Regions from separate parts of the Gossypium hirsutum genome. Here all the other regions are linked to region 2. A link is a contact called in public Hi-C data. All regions are on one chromosome and are shown on one strand. The core of a region is the stretch at or near the end of the contact, and the rest is flanking DNA. Distances in the headings are between cores, read along the strand shown. Region 1 holds the start of LOC107945465. Region 2 holds the start of LOC107935191 (U-box domain-containing protein 30). Region 3 holds the start of LOC107941190 (basic leucine zipper 4). Region 4 holds the start of LOC107945342 (prostamide/prostaglandin F synthase).

Evidence for each region. A called contact is a pair of places that touch in the nucleus more often than the background predicts.
Region 1: a Hi-C map of leaf shows a contact between it and region 2, with 2.0 times the contacts expected there. The contact joins the promoter of LOC107945465 here to the promoter of LOC107935191 in region 2. A contact is called at or near these places in 8 of 34 Hi-C or Micro-C datasets (anther, hypocotyl, leaf and 1 more).
Region 3: a contact with region 2 is called in a Hi-C map of leaf, with 1.9 times the contacts expected there. The contact joins the promoter of LOC107941190 here to the promoter of LOC107935191 in region 2. A contact is called at or near these places in 8 of 34 Hi-C or Micro-C datasets (anther, hypocotyl, leaf and 1 more).
Region 4: a Hi-C map of leaf shows a contact between it and region 2, with 2.4 times the contacts expected there. The contact joins the promoter of LOC107945342 here to the promoter of LOC107935191 in region 2. A contact is called at or near these places in 3 of 34 Hi-C or Micro-C datasets (anther and leaf).

Annotation. Positions count from the first base shown.
Region 1 is chrD12:27,354,316-27,357,015 of Gossypium_hirsutum_v2.1, reverse strand. LOC107945465 reads right to left here and starts at 1,275. Exons shown (of 10, transcript XM_016879481.2): 1 at 184-1,275. The coding sequence starts at 565.
Region 2 is chrD12:27,089,170-27,091,869 of Gossypium_hirsutum_v2.1, reverse strand. It overlaps LOC107935191 (U-box domain-containing protein 30), which reads left to right and starts at 1,299. Exons shown (of 1, transcript XM_016867760.2): 1 at 1,299-2,700. The coding sequence starts at 1,918.
Region 3 is chrD12:26,804,595-26,807,294 of Gossypium_hirsutum_v2.1, reverse strand. LOC107941190 (basic leucine zipper 4) reads left to right here and starts at 1,268. Exons shown (of 1, transcript XM_016874742.2): 1 at 1,268-2,152. The coding sequence starts at 1,328. The coding sequence ends at 1,867.
Region 4 is chrD12:26,685,126-26,687,825 of Gossypium_hirsutum_v2.1, reverse strand. It overlaps LOC107945342 (prostamide/prostaglandin F synthase), which reads left to right and starts at 1,433. Exons shown (of 7, transcript XM_041107972.1): 1 at 1,433-1,651; 2 at 1,733-1,779; 3 at 1,893-2,007; 4 at 2,090-2,134; 5 at 2,202-2,261; 6 at 2,408-2,503; 7 at 2,582-2,700. The coding sequence starts at 1,433. The coding sequence ends at 2,698.

The DNA.
Region 1 (2,700 bases), core at 26-2,525, 270 kb before region 2:
ATGATAAGCACAGACAACCCAACCAACTAAAGCTATATGAACATTTGATTCCTTATCCATCTAATTTCATCAAGATTTAACTCTTTAACCACTAAAAGGCAAAAAGAAAACCCTAATTCATAGAATTCAGAGAGTTAAGATAAACATGCAAGAAGTAAGAAAGAAAAAGAAGGCAGAGAGTACCCAAAGAAAGTTTCTGGGCAGATGCAAAGGAGGAAAAACTTGAAAGAAGGAAGAAGATAAGGCAGAGAAGCAAAGCAGAGGGGAGGTCCCGTTTCCTGGTACCCATTGTTGAGTCGGACTTGAGAAATTGAGGAAAGCATGCATAGGCAGGACTTTGAAAATACAGTCGGAGTCGGAACCGGTCGTTTTGGTGTCTGCTCGATGGCTTTCTTGTCTTTGGTGGTGCCTTTTTAGCTCTTTTATTAGTAGCGTCGTTTTGGTCTTTTTTCACTCCAACACCAAACTTAGAACCCACTGTAACGGACCCAACTTCCAAAACACCGAAAATTAAGAGACATAGATGATAGCTTAAAGCATTCACAACATCATAGTCATAGTCCATGCTTTTGTAACATCTTACCCATTCTTTGATTGTTCACTGGCATTCAACATCAACAATTCATTAATTTAACTTAGCTAATTTACCTGGTGTTGTTGTTGAGTTTCAATTGGTACCTTCTGATATAAAGTGCTTTCTGGACACTGATATCAGTTGCCCAAACTTTGCAAAGGTAACAATAATAGTTCTGTAATATGGCTTAGTTAGCAGCTCGAGTTATCTAAACAGAGTCTAAAACACAAGTAAAAACTAAAAACATAACTTCATTTCTCAAACCTCAAACTCAATGTTTAAAACAAAACAAAAAAAAGTACACACACTCAAATCCAGCCAAAAACCAAGCAACCCGTCATTCCCTCATCTACAATACACATCAAGAGTCAAGAAATTGCTTAAATTTTCAAGTACCTATTTTCACTTGAGTCTGTCTTGATCTTTGTTTTGTTTCTCCATTTTTGATGCAGACGTGAGGAGGAGAACGAAGGACTAAGCAAGGATTAGAAGTTAGATCTTAGATTCATGAGATTTTTATGGGAGAAAGTTTTATGGAATAGGGAGTTTTGGGGGTAAGAAAGAGAGTTTTCTAACTTTCTGTTTCGGACAGAACGAAAAAATGAAACAAAAACAAATGCTGGAAAAAAATAGAAGGTTATAATTTGGGAATCAAGCCCGCTTTCTAAACAGGGTGTGGAAGATTTTTTCGGCCTGACCCGGCTCCTTCTGAATTTGTTTAGATATCCTTTTATTGTTATTTGCTATTATTTTGTTATTATTTGCTGTATTTTTTATTCATTCATCTAAGCTCGAAAGCTGTTTGAAAAGTGAGAGTGTTTTGGTAAAATACAGGCTTAAAAAATTAGATTAGATAAAAAAATAGATATTGGGTAAGATTTTTTTGACCTGTCAGGCTTGGCTCGAATATACCTAAATGTTTTTTGTACTGCTATTTTGTTGTTGTTTGTTGCTATTTTGATGATATTTTACTCTCATTTTATTATTATATTGGTACTATTTTATTGTTATTATTTGAATATTATATTAGTGTTATTTAAATATAAAGATTTTTTAAATATATTTTCAATGTTTGAGAAAAAAATTATTTTAATATTTTTAGTGTGTTTAATGTATTATATTTTTAATATTTATTTTTATATAAAAATAATACATAAAAAAATTAATACAAATAGATCGGATCGAGTTTAAGTAAAATTTTAAGTGTGATTTTTAAGTTAAGTTAGACTCAAATTTAGAAAACAAACTTAAAATTTTAGATTAGTTCCGCCGGACCCATGTTTGGGTATAATCGTGATGGGGGCCATGATGTTTTTTATGGGTTTGGCCTAAGTTTGGGGATTTGGGTATTTGAGTGGGAATGGGTAGGTAGATTATGGGTGGGTGGCTGATGGTATTTGGACTTTGGGTTGATTTTGTGTTTAAACATAGTTTTCATTTAATATTTTTATGGTTTACTTGATTATGAGTTATATTTGTTAGTTATTTTAATGGGTTATTTAATGATTACTTATATTTGTTTATTATTTTGGTTTGGTTATTTGATTGTTATTTTTTATATTATTAATAATTATAGTTATGAAATTATGATTATTGTATAACTAATCATAAAATATGCCATCATGTATTTAAAATTTTTTATATTTAATTTTAGTTAAAAGTTTAATATAAAAAATAATTAAAAGGTTTAATTTATTAAAAACCTTATGGATTATTATTTTTATATTTTCGTTTTCTATCTTGAAATTTAAGTTAAAGGTTTAAATTTTTTATAATTTAATTTTATTTAAAGGTTTAATATAAAAAAATTGTTCAAGGTTTAATTTATTAAAAAATTATGCATTATAATTTGAGGTAGATTTAATTTAAAGGGTGCATCAAGCGAAGATATAGGATGGCATTTTAGATTTCTTATGCCAAATATGAAAGGAAACATGTAAACTACGTGGAAAAGTTAAAAGGAGGAATAACACGATTTAAAATTTCCATTGCTTATAAAACCAACAATGTTGCACAATGCCCAAATGTAACTAATATATGATATTTTGTATGTTTTTTTAAATTTTATAATTTTAAATTTATCAATAAATATTATATAATAATATAAATGTGTGAATCATTAACAT
Region 2 (2,700 bases), core at 50-2,549:
AAGGTTTTAAATTTCGTAAATCAAATTTTAATATATAAATAATTGTTGTGTTAATATATTACTTAAAAACATATAAGTCCAAAAAAAACAAAGCTGTCCAGTATTAATAGCCAATTAATCTAATTAATTCCAACCTCACCCATCGAGTTTGCGAACTACTCAAATATTTATTATTTTATTACACTTTAATGCAATTAATTAAATAATAATTATGAGAAGCGGCTCCCAACCAACACTTTGCAGCCCTTACCACCCAAATTTCAAATCCTAATTATAGACCATATTGTATTTGGTCAATAATTATTAATATTTGCATATGAATTATTAAAAAAAAAATCTGGAAAAACGAGGGAGCGTGAAATACTTATGATATTATGCTGAACACTCACTGTACCATGGCACAGAAAAATAAACAAATACTAATTTCAAGTCATTATTAAAAAAGAGGCAGGGCTCTCGTGTCTACGTGGCAGGTGGTGATTGGTTAGATCTGGAAGTGGGGGCAAAGGCAGTCAACGCAAAGACCGGAAAAGTGAAGCAGCACAGGCGTGCAGTCAAAGCAAAACTGTCACGGTCAAAATGCTTTGCTGGCACTTTACCTAAAATAAATAAACACATGAAATTATTTTTCTTTTTAAAAATAAAAAAAGTAGGGCCCCCATAATTCTTTTAGGTAAATAAAATTTCTATAAATGAGTAGTTATAAATAATATAAGAATGACATTAAAGAACTGAAAATAGATGATGATTAATTTTGAAATTAGATTTTGTCCACATAACATATGTGGATGAAGTTTCTTAAGTTGAAAAGAGATTCCTTTTAGCTACAACAACAAACATTAAAATCAAAATCTTGAATCCATTCATTAGTTCAATTTATTAATGAAAACTAACTTTTTAGTAACATCACTGTTAAATTAAAAGTAATAGCCGGGAGATTACGGCAAAGAATTGATATGACTGCACGTGTGGTGTGCGGGTCGGATGGCTTGATTGCCGGTAACTTGGTAATTTCAACTTTCGCTTCTTTCTTTCTTTTTTTTACTCTGGTAAAATATTAGGGGAAAAAAAGGTCATTTCATGGAAAAAAAAAAGAAAAAAAGAAGAAGCAATGCATTAATATATTAAGATATCTCATTAATAATTAATTTTTATTATTTTTCGTGAAGGTTTTTTTTAATAATTTTAAAATTATTTTATTTTTATCCAGCAAACAACTGCCCCAAAAGAAGAGCAGTAGGGAAGCCTTTGCAGGACATGGCTTTCTCTGTTCTTTTTCTCTCCATTTTGTGGTAAGGCCTGTTTTCACAATAAGTTGATTCTCTTCACTAAATTCTTGAAGCTTTTTCATTTTTTTCTTGTTTGGGTTTTCCCCCCCTAATTTTTCTGTACCATTAATGGTTGGGTTTAGAGGAAAAAGGGCTAATTGATTAGCTTTTGTACTACTCTTTTAACTGTTTATCTTTGACTGCTTTCTTTTACTAGTATCTTTCTTTTCTATGCCTACTTATTTTTGCTGTTTTGGGGGGCTTGATGATGGGAAGCTTGTACAAGAAGTGAAAGATGGGAGCTTGGTTATTGTGTGTTTATTCGTGATATTATTGTTATTATGATGGACTTTTGACCCTAGAAAAAGAGATCAGGATAAAGCAAAATAGATGTGTGAGTTTGTAGGGAGAAAAAGAAGGTATATTTCTTGCTTTATGATTTGTCAATGAGAGAGGAATTGATTGGAAATATACAAGTTCCATTCTTTTTTCATAATGTGGGTTGAAGGGTGCTTGTCAGTGCAGTGAATTTAGAGCTTGTTGTGGGTAGTGTAGAGGGGTTTTAAAAATAATCCTTCTTTTTTGGTACCTTGAGAATCTGTGTTGCTTTATCTCTTTTTTTTCGGAAAAAGAAGGGCGGGTTTCAAAGATGCCCATGTTTCAACCCTCAAAGACGGATGGGGTGGTTGTTGCTGCATTTGATGGTAGTGGTGATGGGCAAGTTCTGGATCTGGATACTGCTGTTAAAGATGGGGTTTTGGGTGGTGTTGGTGGTGGAGTCATTGGTGCTGCCGTTGGTGAGAAATTAGATCTGAAGAAAATGATTGAAGAGCTTGATTTACCTGAGATTCCTTCTGTGTTTATTTGTCCCATCTCTCTTGAGCCAATGCAAGACCCTGTAACTCTTTGCACTGGCCAAACATATGAGAGGTCCAACATTCTCAAATGGTTCAATTTGGGGCACTATACTTGCCCCACTACAATGCAAGAACTCTGGGATGATTCTGTTACCCCAAATAGAACCCTTTACCATTTGATTTACACTTGGTTTTCGCAGAAATATTTGCTTATGAAGAAGAGATCCGAGGATGTACAAGGAAGGGTAAGTGAGCTTCTTCAGACCTTGAAGAAGGCTAAAGGTCAGGCCAGGATTCAAGCCTTGAAGGAGCTTAAGCAAGTTGTGGCTGCACGTGCAACAGCAATGAAGACAGTGGTTGATGAAGGTGGAGTTTCTCTAATTTCATCCTTGTTAGGTCCATTTACTTCCCATGCTGTTGGTTCAGAGGCGATTGCCGTTCTTGTCAATTTGGAGCTTGATTCAGAGTCCAAAACCAATTTGATGCAGCCAACAAAGATTTCGTTGATGGTAGACATGCTGAATGAAGGGTCAGTGGAGACAAAGATCAATTGTACGCGATTGATAGAGAAGTTA
Region 3 (2,700 bases), core at 19-2,518, 280 kb after region 2:
AACCCCTAATCTCAAACACACAATCAAGGCTCCAGACCACTGAAGTAAATACGTATCTTATGACTAAATTTAACAAACAAAAGTTCAAAATTTTGAGGCATTACATTGAAGGTTAAAGTTATTGGATTTTTTTTAGAATTTGAATATAATTTTGTAAGCATTGATAGCTAAATTTTTTGAATTTTTTTAATATTTAAGATCAAATTGATAGAATGTCTAAACATCAGAGGGTTGCATTTGTTATTAGACCAATAAAAAAAGGGCATTCTGTCACTCATCTAATGGCAACTAATGGGGGAATGATTAAAATATTTAATTTCAAAAAGTTTAGTGATTAAATAAATAAAAAAAGCCAATAGCTAAGCGACTAAAATAGAACTAAAGACATAGTTGGGTGACTATTTTTATAGTTTACCCTTAATTGTTGTATATAATCTGATTTATATACTAAATACATATGTTTATGTTTAAACTTTTAAGAGTGGGGATGGGCGAAGAATTTTAAATTTTTAGAGATTTTTAAAATGTTAGTATTTTAGAATTCATAAATTCAAAATGGTAATAATTGTAATTGATTGTTTTGGATAAATAGTTCTTTTATGAAAACTTGAATTAATGAAATTTTACAAACTACAAATATAATTATAAAAGAAAAATAATAATATAGAAAATATTCAATATTGAATATCATTAGATTTGTAAAAATTATAAATAATTTAAAAAAAACTAAAATTATGAAAAATATTTTTTTGAAAGTGACCTTTTATTTGTATTTATAGTGGGACCATGTGTATTAAAAATAAAATAATGAAATTTGAAAAAAAAAGGAATTGAGTGAGTTAAATCCGATATCAAAATTCCTCCTAAAATTATTAATTTCTAAATTATTTTTACCGAAACAAGACTCTAGATCCTTGGTTGAAAATTTTGGAGAATGATCCATGAGGAAGTAGGAATTTATGTGATGTTCCTTCCATTCAGGAACTTCCTCAGAAGCAGGAACTTAAATTTCTTTTACATTCCTGTTCATTTGTTGAATTAAATTAATTATGGGGTAATGATGCCCCCCCATAAATGTTTGATTAAATTGTAATAAAATTTAAAAGTAGGCCTCATGGATGGACATGATCGAATGCTTTTGATCTGGTGGAGACTTGAACCATCTATCTACTCCCACCCATCACCTAAATAAATGGCTTTTTTATTAACTCTACTTTATTGATAATATTACAAAACTACCCTTGAGCTGCCCATAAATACATGCCTCCTACGCTGCATTTCTTCCCTTTACCTTCCCCATGTATGTTTGTTATTCTTAAAGGAAGCCATGTTGTCCACTGTTCCGGCCATTATTTCCTCCAATCCCATGATACAAAGTGATCCATTTCCCTCTCTCCAAAGCGCTTGGGATTGCTCCCAACTTTTTTCCAATACCCAGTCAGTAGGACCCGCTCCGATTGAACCGAACCAAACCCAAGCCCACTCCAATTCCGGTTTGGACGAATCAAACCAAACGCTTTCCATCATCGATGAACGAAAGAGAAGACGCATGATATCGAACCGGGAATCGGCCAGGAGGTCACGGATGCGTAAACGGAATCATTTAGAAAACCTAAGGAACCAGGCGAACCGGCTTAGAATCGAGAACCGAGAACTGACTAACCGTTTGAGGTTCCTTTTGTACCACTGTCATCGTGTAAGGACTGACAACGACCGCCTCCGATCTGAGTCCACTGTGCTCCGACAAAAATTGTCGGACATGCATCAAATTTTGCTATTCAAGCAGCTGCAGCAGTTTTCATCTGCATGGCCATGCAATAACGTGACTGTCATGTCCGAACAAATTCCACCACCATTAATCATCTAAACGCATTCACAATAAAACTACATTAAATTTCTCTCCAAAAGGGAGAAACTAGCTATCTCTTTCTGTAAATTAAAATGGTGTTAGAGAAAGAAAATGGATGGGTTTCTGTAAATTAAAAGAGATACGAAACCACACAGTATTGTAGTGTAGAAATAAGTTGAGTCAGTGTTTGGCTTTTGTCAACGTTATTTTTGTTTTCTTCTTTTTTGTTGTTAGCTTTGAAAAATCCCTCCCACTATACGTTTAATGCAATATGGCAAATCATTGAAACTTACTTTTTTATTATTTTATATAATCTCATCCCATTGTCTCAAAGTTATCATTTAATTTTGGGTTTCATTTCATCACTCCATTGAGTTTGGAGACACAAATTTCTAAGATACCTTTCTCTAATATTATATATGATAAAATATATTGGTCTTCGTAAACTATTTAAATTCGATTCGATGATTATCGAACTAAATTCAAGCTGTTCACAAGCTATATTGAATTTTTTATTTTTTTCATATTGTTAAATTATGTAAATTTTGAGTTGAGTTCAAGTTTAAATGCAAAAATTAATAAATAAATTTAATCGAGCTCGAACTTGAAAATAAATTTTAAAATTTGAGTCAAATATTAAGCTTTAAATTTCAAATCGAGTTCGAACTTAATGATATTCGGGCTCGGCTCAATTTGATTATGCTCCTAAGAAAAAAGAAAAGTTATTGAAGGGTAAGGTTGCCCTTCCCTTTGGCATAAAGTGAAATAGAATATGCTAAAATTAACAGTCAAGCAAAGGTTTTAACGGCTAATGATGAATCCCGTTGCGGCCCACCTATATTTCAGAAATA
Region 4 (2,700 bases), core at 184-2,683, 400 kb after region 2:
CGTGGGACACGTACGTGCGCAAAGGGTGGTGGTGCAGGGCTGATGTGCGGCGGCTAGGGTTGAAGGTTGTATGCTGCTAGGGTTGCTGCTGGAATTTAGTTAGTGGGCTGTTTAGTTTGGGTTAGGTGTTGGGCCATTCTAGGTTTAGTTGGGCCCGGGCATTATTGGGTTTGTACAAATTTTACCTAGCAAGGTTTGGTTTTTTAGCTAAAGATTGCTTCATGATCTGCCACCAATTTGAGGGCCCCAAGGTACTGAAGATGATATTCACCCTTTTATGGACACGCGTTGCTTTCAATCGGCCCAGTTTCGGCTTCGTTAGAGGGCACCAATTTGATTAGAAGTGGTTACATGGACACAACCATGATGGAAGCCTAGCAATACTCTTCAAGGGCCAATGGCTATTTGATTTATAGGTTAGATATGTTGAAATCGAGATTGGGATATGTAATGGTAGAGATTTATTCTATACAAATGTCTACGCTGCTAAATTTCATTTATCAATTCTGTTTATTGTAAATATAAATTCAAATTTGAGTATAATTTTTTTCGTATAGTATATGAAATTAGACCAAATTTGTTTTAGCTCTATCAATTAATTCATGTCATTGGATGATTTGAGAAATGGGAAATTTAAAATGCTCGGGGATGAAAATGGAAAAATATCTACAATATCTAGGCTGAATCAGATGTAATTTGAAAGATTTTGTGCGTTCATGGAATAGGTTTCCAAAAATTGAAGATACAATGCAAGAAATTGAATTTCAATTTATTTGTGGAAACATATCAATTGGTGGAACCATGATAAAGTTTTAAGGTTCAAATTGATATTTAAGGGTTTTTTTATCCAATTAGGTACTTGAACTTGGCTTCATAATTCAAATTGGTTCAAATAAGTCATTCATTGTAAATATTAATTTGGACCAAAAAAAAAGCTTTAAGTTAAAAAAACTAAATTCAAGTATTTAATTTAGGTACCAATTTAAAACTTAGAAGGAAGTTTAAGTTGGGTGGCAGTCAATGGCTCATCAGTTATCTAATTAAGGAATCATTGAGCAGTCTAATGGCAATACTGCCACGAAAAGATGAAGATAGTTGGTAAAAACTCTTAGAAAGGAAATAATATTGGACTTGAAAAAAAGAAGTGATTTAGTGGGCTAGATCCCACCCAATTGAAAACCTAATCCAAATAAGCAGCCCACACAATAAAAACGTTAATGATCTCTCAACCACCATTCCAGCAACAAGAAATTCCTCCCTCCACAAATTTCATCAAATAAAATTGGGGTCAAAACAAATCGACCATTTTTTGTTTCTTGGAAAGTTTCCAGTTTCCCACCCTCTGTATCCCTACAATGACCACCTTACCTTCACAAAACCTGCAATCGGTGCGACCTCTATGTTTTTCTTCACTCAATTCTCTTAAATTTGGATCTCAAACTCCTTCATTGAAATTCCCCATTCTTCTCCTATAAAATTAAAACCAGCCAAGCTTTTCACAAGCAATAATGGCACCGACAACTCTGGGGTCGTGGGAAAAGCCTCTGCCTCTGAATTCAGTGCAGATATAGGTGACGTCCTTGGGGATGTTACCATTTTCACTGCTGCTGATCAGCCTGTCTTTCTCAAAGACCTTTGGGACCAAAACCAAGTAAATTTTACTCCTTTCTTATTGCTAAAAACTTGCTCCGATCTTAGCCTTTTACTAATTTCTTCTCTTCACCCCCAACAGGGAATTGCAGTTGTTGCACTTCTACGCCATTTCGGATGCCCTTGTTGGTACTCACTCCACTGGGAGTTTATTTATTTATTTATTTATTTATTTATTTATTGTGTGTGTAAATTTATATGATTCATTGCTAAACAAGTTATGTTCTTTGATTCATTATTAGCTGGGAACTTGCTTTAGGATTGGAAGAAGCAAAAGCAAGATTTGAATCGGCTGGAGTTAAACTGATTGCAATCGGCGTTGGTACACCTAACAAAGCACGTTTGCTTGCAGAACGGGTACCATTGATACCAAATTTATTATTATTATAATTATTGTTGTTAACAAATTTCTTAAGTTGGCTCACTGAAATTGATTCAGCTACCATTTCCAATGGATTGCCTTTACGCTGATCCAAACCGGGAGGTAATATCACAGTGTTAATGGATCCATATTTTCCCTTTACTTGGTTTTTTAACATTCTCCTTCTCAGGCATATGATATTTTGGGCCTATATTATGGCTTTGGTCGTACGTTTTTCAACCCAGCAAGTGTACATCTCTTTTCCATTCTCTGCAGTATTTTGTTCTCGATTTTTCAGATTTCAGTAATTTTGGACACAAACATCTATTACATTGATGGAGTGTAAAAATAAATCAAACACATGCTTGTCAATCATACACTGTCTATGTCGTGCAGACTAAAGTGTTTTCAAGATTTGAGTCCCTGCAAGAAGCTGTAAAAAACTATACAATTGAGGCCACCCCTGACGAAACAAGTAGTGTACTGCAAGAGGTAAGCCTAATTTCATTTTAGCTTGTATAAGCCTAAATTCAATGTTATAATATAAGTTTTCCTCTTTGGTACTATCAGGGAGGGATGTTTGTGTTCAAAGGTAAACAACTGTTATATGCTCATAAAGATGAAGGAACAGGTGACCATGCACCTTTAGATCAAGTGTTTGATATATGTTGCAAAGTTCCAGCATAATG